Regions from separate parts of the Mus musculus genome. Here regions 1, 3 and 4 are each linked to region 2. A link is a contact called in public Hi-C and HiChIP or PLAC-seq data. All regions are on one chromosome and are shown on one strand. The core of a region is the stretch at or near the end of the contact, and the rest is flanking DNA. Distances in the headings are between cores, read along the strand shown.

Region 1 (2,725 bases), core at 59-2,558, 610 kb after region 2:
TGTGATTTTTTTTTTTTTTGGGTGTGGGGGCGTGGCAAGGGGAGGCTCAGTGATACTCTATGGAGCTTCATTGACTTTGAAAACCCCTCTTTGTCTCTCTTGGTCCCCCACACCTGACATCATTCCAGTTAGTTTTCCCTGGTAGCCAGCATCCCTTCCCTGACACCTTTCTTCTACTGGACAATCACTTTTCACCTATGAACAATCTCTTTCCCCACATTCAGTCTCTCTCACATGGTCAGCCCTTAGAGTTGAACTTCATGATCAATGTCGTGTCCTTAGTTTCAGGGATGTGCTGACTAGTGAACCCTAAGTGGACCCCAAGATTTCCTTGGGTACTGCCATATCACTCATGTAGCTCTGGTAGAGAACTTTCTAGAGAGAATTACCCTCCTTCCTCAAGCAAACAAACAGGTGATTTTTTTTTAAATCAATAATCATTGATTTTCTTGGATCTGACAATATATCAACACTCCATAATTTTTACTGAAGGCATTCTGTGTCAGGGAATTGTTCATTCTGAAACAGCAATCCAAGAATAATTTAACATAGAGGTATGGGGTTTATGGGAATGTACCTGAACAGTGATTTATAATAAGTGTGCATCACTGAAGTATACCACACTTGGGGAGGGGCACCTCGGATGCACCGCCCCACTTTCTGATCTAGTAGTCCAGGATAGGGTTGGAGAAGTCATATTTCTAAACAAGCTTCTAATTGTTGCTCGGGTGAGGGCTTGGGGTAGAGGCCACACTTCGAAAACCATGAATAGGTGCTAGAGGGTAACCTTTCTAAATGAACTTGAAATAGAAAACTTGCAAAGATGTTGGTTATAAATAATGTATAATGACAGAGTTGGCCCCTGTCAGGTGATAGAACACTCATATTCATCATGTTTAAGTAGAAAAGGAAACTGTTGGTGACATGGCACAAAAGTCCAGGGGTATGGATGACAGGTCTACCCAAGAGTATGACTATCTGAGTGACTTGAAATTCACCTATCTTTACTCCCCTAAGGACTGGCTCAAATCTCAAAGTGAGGGTAGTTTCTTCTCAGCTCTGCGAGGGTGGAACTGGAAGCAGTCCGAAGTCACTTGACTGGGAGATTGGGTTGAGAAACAGGGTGATGGTGGTTTGGGGCACGTCCACATGACCGAATTGTTTTCCACAAAACTTCTGCTGAATAAAACGTGAAATACGACTTTCGGCCTGTTTTCCCATCTCTAATGAATTCCAGACAGTTTGTAGAGTGTGGGAGTTTCCAAAACAGAGAGGTGGAATGACTGGGCTCAGCCAGTGTCCTTTTTATGGCCACAAGACAGCCCTGACATAGCAGACGCTTGCTTCCTCTTTGTTCTAAGCCTCAGCACACTTCTCATTCCTCTGATTGGAGTGGGTGGGTGGGGGTGGGGCTATGAAGAAGGAAGGACAGGGCCAGTGTTGGGTCAGACAAATTAAGTTCCTAAGAAAGTTCCAGACTCAGGATTTACCAGAAATGCAACTTGTGCCTGGGTTTAATCTACTTAGACCCAAATGTTTTGGATTATGTGTTTTTGCTGTTGTTGCCCAATGAACTTCTCCAGAGAAAGAACCCTCATCTGCTCTGACCATAAAATGGTGAAGAGTTTTCACCACCACTTCAGGAAGTCTAAATTTAGGAGAAGGTAGACTTGAACTTAAATCTCACTTTTTCCACCCATTATCTGAGCACCCTGAGCATGGTACGACGGGGTGGGGGTGGGGGTGGGGAGCGCCAGCTTCAGTGCAGGACTGAGAGGAGCTAAGGAGTTGGCAACAACACAGCATGAAGCTTTTGTGTGAATTCACAGATTTGTAGGGTCTGGGGACATAGTTCAGCCAGTACATGCTTGCCCGCTTAAGTGTGAGGATCTGAGTTTGGTCTCCAGGACCCATGTAAAATAGTAGGGTGTGGTGGTGTGTGTTTATAACCAAGCCTTAGGAGATAGAGATAGGTGGATCCAGGGTTTTGCGTGCTAGAGGGCTCAGTCTGCTTAGTAAGCTGCAGGCCAATGAGGCCCCCCCACTCCACCCTAGAATAAGTGGATGGCAACCGAGGAACCACAGCCTGGCCTCCACATGCACTTGTACACATATTCCACCCCCCCCCCCACATGTATCTGTACACACATGAACCTTCTCACATACACATATAGAAATGTGAAGAAACATATGAGTGTAGTGGTCTGCCAAATCCTGGCTGTTAGTCCCTCCTGGTTCCCTTCACACATATCACCAATTAGGTTTTTAATTTGAAATGAATTTTCAGTTTTGACGCCACAATAAGGAGAGAATAACCAAGAACAGTCAAGAAGAGAAATAAGTCCATAGATAAGGCCCCCATACAATCTCCACGTTGTATAATCAGCATTGAGAGTTGAGCCAGGTCAAATAGTGGGGACTGGTGGGATGCCTCAGAGGGAGATATTTAAGGCTGGCACGAGCTATTTACATACAAGGCGTTGTTACCCTTTGTCGCCAGTGCAGTCTTTGTCTTTATCAACATGTTTCCTTTCATCATAATTACAGAGCATGACTGGGTGGAGAACGCACAAGAAGAGGCACTAATTGGAGTTGTGCAATATCATGGACGCTCAGTGCACTGCTGTTGTCTGTACAGGCTCCTGCGATTGCTAACTGTCCCTATCCAGTCTTGTCCATGTTGCCTTTCTGCTCTCTGGTCATACATGTTAACAGCATCATCTTT
Region 2 (2,790 bases), core at 194-2,693:
AGGTTAAGAGCATTTGCTGTCCTTTCAGAGGACCCAGATTCAAGTCCCAGTTCCCACGTGGCAGCTTAGAATCATCTGTAACTCCAGTTCCAAGAGCTCTGGCACCCTCTTCTGACCTCAGCAGGCACAAAGCATGCGGGTACAGCACATACACAATGCAGGCAAGACATTCATTCACAATAAATTAGTTTTGTTTTGATTTTTTAGGAACTACTTTTCTCCAAAGTAAATTGCTGGAGTCCATTGCCAGGCTATCCTAAACACCAGTGGCAGAAGACATTTTCATAAAGCCCCCAATGATTTCCTCAACTGCCTTTCTAATCAGCTAAACAACTAAGTCTGACTTCGCCTCAAGTATATTTTACTACTCTTTGTTTTAGGGTAAGTTGGTGGTCTTAGTAGAGCACTTTGAGTTTGGTTAAAAATTAACAGTTGCAAATTTAGAAACACTGTTACCTTAGGCACTGCCATCTTAGAAGCCTAGGAGTCAGGGGGATCCTGGACACCACAAGAAAACAACCCACAGCATCAACTAAGCAGGGCTCATAGGCGCTCACAGAAACTGAAGCGGCTAGCACAGGGCCTACGTGTGTCTGTGCTAGGTTCTCTGTGTATGTGTTATGGTTGTGTAGCTTGGTGGTCTTGTAGAAGTTGTTTTCTTAGGTAAATGTTATTTGTTTAATATTGGAATAAAACTAAGAAACCTTTCTGGCCTGGGAAGCCATGTTTCTGCCCAGGAACACAGAGCACCTCCAGCAGCTGTCTGCTTTGAAGCTGCTAAGAGCTCGCTCAGGAAGAAGTGAAGTCATCCGCTTCTATCTATCTTCTATCTATAACGATGGCACAACGGTTCAGTAATTTTGCCACAGGACAGCAGAAATGAAGGGCGAAGAAAAAGGCGAGCTGGCAATCACTTTATTTCAGTTCACTTCAGTCAAACCCTTGCTCCCATTTTTTTTTTTTCTAGTGTGATTTCACACAAAGTGACTCATGAAAATTGCACGCATATGTGGGGAGATTAGCAATACCGGACTTCAGTGACACTGAGGCCGGCTTCCATTCCATTCCACTTATATTGACAGCTGAACAGCTGCTTTTTTTTTTTTTTTTTTTTTTTTTTTTTTTTTTTTTTTCTCCCTTCAGGGCAAAGAACACACACAAGCGATGTGTTTAAAAAGAGATGGTTTGTATTTAAACTGCCAGAGAGAACTGACACCACCTTTAGTTTAGGTAGGGGATTTCCGCTAGTTACTTTTTGTCCTAACATTGGATAAAGCCCACTGCTCTGAGTCACTAACCACTTCCAGCCAATCACAGACAGACCAACACACCCGCCCGCAGCCAATTTTCTGAGCCCTGCCGTGCTTTAACCGCAGAACCAATCCGAAGGACCCGCTGTCATCTTTCATCCAGCTGGTTGTCGCTGCCGCCGCCTCCAGATTCCGAAGGCGAAGCTCGCGAAGCAGAGGAACATGGACGTGAACCTCGCCCCGCTCCGTGCCTGGGACGATTTCTTCCCGGGCTCTGATCGTTTCGCCCGGCCGGACTTCAGGGACATTTCCAAATGGAACAACCGTGTAGTGAGCAATCTGCTCTATTACCAGACCAACTACCTGGTGGTGGCTGCCATGATGATTTCGGTTGTTGGGTAAGTGGGGTCTTCTGCCTGGAGCACCTGTCCAGGGTCAGGACGTAGGGACCACGAGGACAAGATCGCGAAATGCAAGACTAGGTCCACACGGAGCGCCTGCCTCAGGGAAGGGTCTCGGGAAGTGGCCCACCCAGTGGAAACTTGTTCTCAGGGCGAGGCCACAGCTCTCTGAGGTCCCCTTTCTTTCTCTTTTTGCTCTAGAGGCTTGAGCAGGGACCCTGGGAGGGAAGAGGTGAGGAAAACGCTGAGAACTTGGGACAATGAGAACTACCCCCTCCCACGTCCCCGTGCTGAAGATATTCGCCTGTCAGATGTTTGTAGCACAGTGGGTGTTTTAAAAATAAGAAAAAATGTGGTGGTGTTGTAACCTTGTCCTGGGGCTGCCTAGCAAAGCCTGGAGTGACAGGGTGTGGACCCAGGGCTGTGTTTAAGTGGCCTCTCCGGCTAATGTCTGTCTATACTGTACATAGAACTGAGCTTCCGCTCAGGCGGATGCGAGTCTCCTGGTGGCGCATCTTCCCCTGTGAGGTGACTCTGGAAACGAGGCCCCCTGACATTTTCTTTTCCCCTAGAAGTTGCCGGACACGGTCGCTTTAGCTTTGCTCCTTAGCCTGGGGTCTTAAACATCTCTGAAGGCCTTTTCGATGCTGGTTAAGAAGTTTCCTGTGCTAAGTAAGGTTATACGTGAACATTCTGGCGCACATACACGTACACATTTCCGCACCTGTTTCCTGAGAAGCTGTTTTTCCTTGTAGGTTACCCTTTAAAAATGCTTCTTCCACCTTTTAACAAAATAAATGGTTATATTCGCCATTTTATTATCTCTTATACGAATTTAAATAGAAGGTTTTACAAAACACCCTCTTGCCCTAAAAGAAGTCCTTTTCTAAGGTTTCTCTTTCCGAACAAACCCAAAGAGAAAGAGAAGCTGCTAGGGAGAAAAACAAAAAACAATCCCAAAAAGGAGAGAGAAGAGATGCACACTCGGGGCTCTTAGGAAGGGGTGCGTGATAAGGCGCTGTCTTAAGTTGGCCTGAGGTTAGCTGGCTTATTTACTTAGCTACCTCTGGGCACCAGATCCCACGCCAAGCTCTGAGCGCACCAAGATGAATCAGACTTGAATTCTGGCCCAGGGACAC
Region 3 (2,700 bases), core at 199-2,698, 670 kb after region 2:
ATAGCTGCTTCTCTTGACAATAGCCATGCCCTTGCAACCAGAACTGTTTGTGTTGGAAGAGAGAAATCTTAAGGCTTACATTGTCTGCTATGGTAGCAGGTGGCTACTGAGTCCTTGAAATATAGCTAGCCATAATTATATTTATAAGAGTAAAATCTACAGCAGATTTCTTAGGTTTATATTTTTAAAATGTGAAGTATCTTGTTAATTTGTCATATTTTCATTCTTTTGACAACTTCACACACACACTATAGCTATCTATCTATCTATCTATCTATATGTAAAATGTGCCTTGATTATACAAGTAGTATTTGGGGCATGTTGGGTTAAATATATTAATAACAATGATTTTTACCCACATTTTGTTTTTGCTTTTTAACGTACCTGCTGGGAAGTGTATACATACCTGTTCGTTTCCCTTCTGTTTTTGCTGAGCAGAGTGCCTGTGGGGGCATCCATACTAGGAATGTGACATTATTCCGAACTATACTTTGATTTTGAGAGTTGATTTTGAAATCCATCATCAAGTATGGAATTAGATCCTTTGGATTGCCAAGCTAGTTTCTCAGTAACCCATAGCGCATATGCAATAATGACAGCAAGAATGAAACTTTTTTTTTTCAGTCAGAAAAGCAATTTCTAGAAACCATGAGCTCTGCAGAGCTAAAATTTCATTCTCATTGTTTTATTTTTAAGCTCTATTTTAAGTTTCTTCCAGGACGAAAATGTTCAGTCCCTTCTGGATTCTGATGTCCTGGTAAATCTTCTTTGTGAACCTGGGGGATGTGATAGAACTGGCACAAGAGAAAATTAATTTGGTTGGGATCCATGAATGGAGCGGGGGGTAATGGGCAAGCCTTGTGGAGGCTGTGTAATCCATCACTGTACAAGGTTTGCTAGGTTGCCGAGCTGCGTGGCACCTTCTGTTTCGGGCAGCATCGTGCCAAGATTAACTCCTGTAGAACCCTGCTCTTCTGTATTAGGAGAAAGCATACGCATAATAGAATGTGACTATAGAACATGTATATTCGCAGTCAATAAAAATGCTTCTATCTGTCCTTCTGTATGTATGGTGTGTGTGTCCATTGTGTGCTCTGAAATAAAATCAAATGGGCTTTACCACAATTTTTTCTCTTTCATCCTAGGGTATTTTCCTACCCTTTATTTTCTACTAATTTGAACTCCAAACTCACTGTATCAGGGTACTGTCTTGTTGAAGGCAAGTCAATGCTGGGAGCCATTTAACTCCATTTATCAATCACATGACACTGGACTTGGTGATATATTAAGAACAAGATGCCCCCTCCTCCACCCCTCAACTTCCCACTGTTTTGCTTCTTTCTCATTGTTGAAACCCAGAATTCAAAACTGGTTTGGAGGCTCTGTGTAGAAGTGCATTCCAGAGCATGCCACTAAATGGGATATAAATAGCATTTGCCCTGACAGAGCTGGAGTTTTCTCAGCTCTAGAGACATTGAAGCCTTTGTTTTGTGGGTCACTGGCCCCTCCCCCTCAAGCCTGAGTCATAAAGCCCGAAACACTAATGAGGTTGCTGAAATGTAAAATCTAATTGGTAAGATGTATGGGAAACCATGAGCGAGTAGAACCCTAAACCTCAATTCAAGTGACTTCCCTATCTGGCCCATAGCTTGCATACGTTGTCATCTGTTGTTCCAAACCCTTCAGTTTAGTTGTTTCTTCCAGTAGGATCAAAGTAGGCCTAGACTGGGCTGGGGATGTATAGCCATATAGGTTAATAGAAGGATCCTGAATTCTCCATTTAGAAAAGGGGAAAAGTCCATGAAAGAAAGAGTATGTTGTATTTTTAAATTTTTAATATATATGTGTATATATAATCTGCATACTTGATTATACATTTAAATACAGATATAAACTTAATTATATATATGTATACATGTATAAGCTTGATTATATTTGTACACATATATAATTGTATGTGTATGTATATAAATGTATATATGTATATGTAAATATATATTATATATCATACTTATAGCTATATAACATATTTTATATAGAACATAGTATATTTATATTAAATATTTATGATATATATATTGTTTTATATATATATATATATATATATATATAAAACAAAATAGTTTTCTATTGTATTCTGAATGTACATATAATAGTTCATTTATCAAAGTATCACCTGTATCTGGCTTGGAATAACTCTGAAATAAGAATGGCTTTTATATTTAGCATTTTCCCCAGTTATCTGAAATTGAAGAATCAAGAAAAAAGAAGACATAATAAAGAAAGACCAAACATGGCTCACCAAGTCTAAACTATGTTGCTGGTCTGTGGGTTCCTAGCCTTGTATCCACAGAGCTGCTTGCTGCCTGCTATAGGGTGTACTTGCTGCTAGACTCATCAACAAACACATAATTCCCCAACATTCTTTCTTTTTCTATCTCTGGTTCCATATAGATACTGGGCAAATAACGTTTACAAAGTGATGCCTCTGCCTTCACAGTCCTGGGAGGTGGAGTGACAGTCACCAAGGGAGGTCTGTGTAGCTCAGCCTCTGCTTCCCTCTTTGCTGTGTATTATGGAATTGTGACTAATTGATTTTCCAGATTTTGAATTCATCCACTCCCTCCCCCCCACAGACCACTTGCTTGCTTTTCCTGGTGACTTCCTCATTTTCCTTTATTTTTTTCTTCCCCAAAGTCT
Region 4 (2,700 bases), core at 172-2,671, 760 kb after region 2:
CAGAGACCCTTCCTTCTCCATGGCGTTTCCCTTGAACTTTGTTGAGAATCAGTGCAGCCAGGAAGTCCATTAGCCACAGACTTTGCACTTTTTTGATACTTTCTTCTATATGATCTCATTGCAAATTGCTGATGAAAAATCTGGTATTATGTAGAGATTGGACTTAGTGAATCAAAGTTGTTGAAGTTTCAGTTTTGAGCACTTAAGTTTAGGTAGACAATCTGCTTTAATGAGCTTGGACCAAAGTGGCTATCTTTTCAAAAGGTGGCTTTGTTAGGGAGAAGGCTCAGTCAATAAAACGTTACTCTGTATGAATAAGGATCTGGGCTGGGTTCCCTAGCATCACCAAAAAAGTTGGCTATGGCAGCTCTTGCCTCTGGTCCCAGAGCTGGGGAGGGGGAAATCTGGAACTTATTGGCTGGCCAGCCTAACACTCTTGTCAGTTCCAGGCCAAGTGAGAGATCTTGTCTCAAGAAGCAAGGCAGAAAGCAACTGGGAAAGACACTAGATATTGACTTCTGGTCCACTCATGCATGTGAAAACACACACACACACACACACACACACACACACACACACACACACACACACCACGCGGATTTTTCTTCAGTGTTATTTATCTACTGATCTTTCTAACTCTGAGGATAACTTACCAGAAACAGTCCTTGATCATGAGAATAAGCAGATTTCTGTGAATAGGGTATGATGTTTCCAGCCAGGTGTGGTGGCACATAACTTTAATCTCAGCTCTCAGGAGGCAGAGACAGAGAAGAGGCAGAGAGGCAGAGAGGCAGAGAGGCAGAGAGGCAGAGAGGCAGAGAGGCAGAGAGGCAGAGAGGCAGAGAGACAGAGGCAGGCAGATCTCAGTGATTTTGAGGGCAACCTTGTCTGAATAGTGACTTCTAGGTCATACAGTGCCTTATCTCAAAACAACAAACAAAATAAACAATGATGACCAAACCAAACCTAACCAAACCAAACAAAACCATCCCGTATTTCTGTAAGGCTTAATGGGAGTTTTTCACTACAGACAGACAGAGGTTTAGTAGCAGTAAACATGAGTTCTGAGATGAGGAACCAATAGTTTTCGTCTTATTTTGATGGTGTTATCTTAGGAGCTGATGAAACAAAACAAACCTCCCCACCCTTTCCCTTCTAAAGTCCTTTTTTTAGGCCATTTCTTGATATTTGCCCACACTTTTTGCCTTTTGGTCTTGCTGTCTAATCTAGGGTGAATAGAGATGAAAAAATAATAGAAATGGTCTCAGCGTGTTTGGGTCTGTCATCCCAACAGCTTTGAGATCATGACCAGATTTTATACCAGGTCACACAGCGAGAAAAAAATCCCAAATGAACTCTGAATCCCTGGGCACAGGAAGGGCTTCTTGTTTCCACAGCAGTTACAAATGACCAAGATACCCCACTTCCTCCTTTCCCTGATGAAACTGGAAATACAAAAAACAATCTTTCATATCACCCCTGCCCTTGTCTGAAGTTTTCAACGTAGTAATTTCTTTTCCACCATCTTTTCCCTGATTTATTTTAAAAAGTTTCTTTTTAATTAGTATAATGAAGTCATCACTCTCTTAATGAGTCCTATTAAGGTAACAGTACCAGGGCCAAGAGAATGGATTGGTGGATAAGGCAGTTCTTGCCAAAGCATGAGAAGTAAAGTTTGAGTCCCCAGAACCCATGGTAAAACCTGGCAGGTGTATTGTCTGCCATGATACTAACACTCTTGGGACAGAGACAGGAAAATCCCTGGGGCAACCTGATTAGCTAGACTAGTCAGCAATATTGAGTTCCTGGTTCAGAAACAGATCCTACCTCAATAAAGGAAGTGTAAAGCCACCAAGAAAGGCATCTAGCTTTCATGTGCATGTATACACATGAAATATCCACTGATGTGTATGCCTATATACATGCAAACATGCATGCACGTTCCATAAGTATGTAAATATGCAATCAAACAAAATACAAAATAACATAATGTGAAATAAGCAATGTAAGTTCTTTCCTTTAATTCACCACATTGATAGCTGTATTTGTGGTTCACTTATTACACTGCAGCTTACATTGATGTGGGAAAACAAACTGTGGCTTGTCATGTGGTTGGTGGTGTAATTTCCTGGGAATCTGGCAAAATGACTTCAGTGGATTTTACATCTTTTTATCTGGTAATTGCACTTAGGATTTATTTTTCTCCTTGGGGACAAGGAGTAGGCAATAATCAGAGAGTCACATAAGTTCTTAAGATTTGTATCACAGTTAGTTCCTTTGTACAAACAGTTCTGCTTTAAATTGAGATAACGTCCTTGATAAAGCTTGTTTAATATGAAATAAGGCCTTAGGGAAATATGTCTTTGAGTCTGATGGCAGTAGGACATGGGGAATCTTCTTTACCAGTTCTGTTCAGTTTTTAACTGATCTCTGGGAGGTCATGTTAAAAATATTGACTTAAACAATAAGCAGGCTATAGAAAAACAGTATAGCTAGCACGAATGGCAGATAGGAGATTAGAACCCCTGTGTAGCAATAAGAAAGCCATGGAATGTATTTAGGTGTGTGTGTGTATGTATGTGTGTGTGTGTGTGTGTGTGTGTGTGTGTGTGTGTATAATATAGATGCTCAGCTTTGCCACTTGTTACAAAAAAAGAACAAAAAACAAAAGCAAAACCTCAGTCTCATTAGAAATTAGGA

The links. Hi-C and Micro-C count contacts between places; a contact is called where the count stands out from the background. HiChIP or PLAC-seq counts read pairs in DNA pulled down with a chosen protein or histone mark.
Region 1: an H3K27ac HiChIP or PLAC-seq map of the NIH/3T3 cell line shows a contact between it and region 2, with 4 times the contacts expected there. The contact joins the enhancer-like site here to the promoter of Arl6ip5 in region 2. A contact is called at or near these places in 4 of 39 promoter capture datasets (the 3T3-L1 cell line, maxillary cranial neural crest and pre-B cells), 1 of 484 Hi-C or Micro-C datasets (muscle stem cells), 5 of 115 datasets of contacts at active chromatin or transcription factors (the NIH/3T3 cell line, astrocytes, bone marrow-derived dendritic cells and 2 more) and 1 of 9 other capture datasets (adipose tissue).
Region 3: a contact with region 2 is called in a Hi-C map of adipose-derived mesenchymal stem cells, with 5 times the contacts expected there. The contact joins the enhancer-like site here to the promoter of Arl6ip5 in region 2. A contact is called at or near these places in 5 of 39 promoter capture datasets (the 3T3-L1 cell line, the HPC-7 cell line, cranial neural crest and 1 more) and 1 of 484 Hi-C or Micro-C datasets (adipose-derived mesenchymal stem cells).
Region 4: an H3K4me3 HiChIP or PLAC-seq map of bone marrow-derived macrophages shows a contact between it and region 2, with 4 times the contacts expected there. The contact joins the enhancer-like site here to the promoter of Arl6ip5 in region 2. A contact is called at or near these places in 3 of 39 promoter capture datasets (the HPC-7 cell line, cranial neural crest and second pharyngeal arch cranial neural crest) and 7 of 115 datasets of contacts at active chromatin or transcription factors (bone marrow-derived macrophages, craniofacial prominence, embryonic forebrain and 2 more).

The regions. Positions count from the first base shown.
Region 1 is chr6:97,819,478-97,822,202 of GRCm38.p6, forward strand. The region is part of intron 1 of Mitf (melanogenesis associated transcription factor); the gene reads left to right. Among named protein-coding and RNA genes, the nearest start is that of Mitf, 14 kb to the left of the region's middle. Within about 2 kb of position 1,309, at least 99 of the 459 cell types and tissues checked have an H3K27ac peak or open chromatin away from gene starts, as enhancers often do. A contact at or near this core is called in the NIH/3T3 cell line, adipose tissue, bone marrow-derived dendritic cells and 1 more, where this site is marked.
Region 2 is chr6:97,209,349-97,212,138 of GRCm38.p6, forward strand. Arl6ip5 (ADP-ribosylation factor-like 6 interacting protein 5) reads left to right here and starts at 1,444. Exons shown (of 3, transcript NM_022992.2): 1 at 1,444-1,648. The coding sequence starts at 1,473.
Region 3 is chr6:97,882,258-97,884,957 of GRCm38.p6, forward strand. The region is part of intron 1 of Mitf (melanogenesis associated transcription factor); the gene reads left to right. Among named protein-coding and RNA genes, the nearest start is that of Mitf, 77 kb to the left of the region's middle. Within about 2 kb of position 1,449, at least 82 of the 459 cell types and tissues checked have an H3K27ac peak or open chromatin away from gene starts, as enhancers often do. A contact at or near this core is called in the HPC-7 cell line and adipose-derived mesenchymal stem cells, where this site is marked.
Region 4 is chr6:97,970,215-97,972,914 of GRCm38.p6, forward strand. The region is part of intron 2 of Mitf (melanogenesis associated transcription factor); the gene reads left to right. Among named protein-coding and RNA genes, the nearest start is that of Mitf, 160 kb to the left of the region's middle. Within about 2 kb of position 1,422, at least 8 of the 459 cell types and tissues checked have an H3K27ac peak or open chromatin away from gene starts, as enhancers often do. A contact at or near this core is called in bone marrow-derived macrophages, where this site is marked.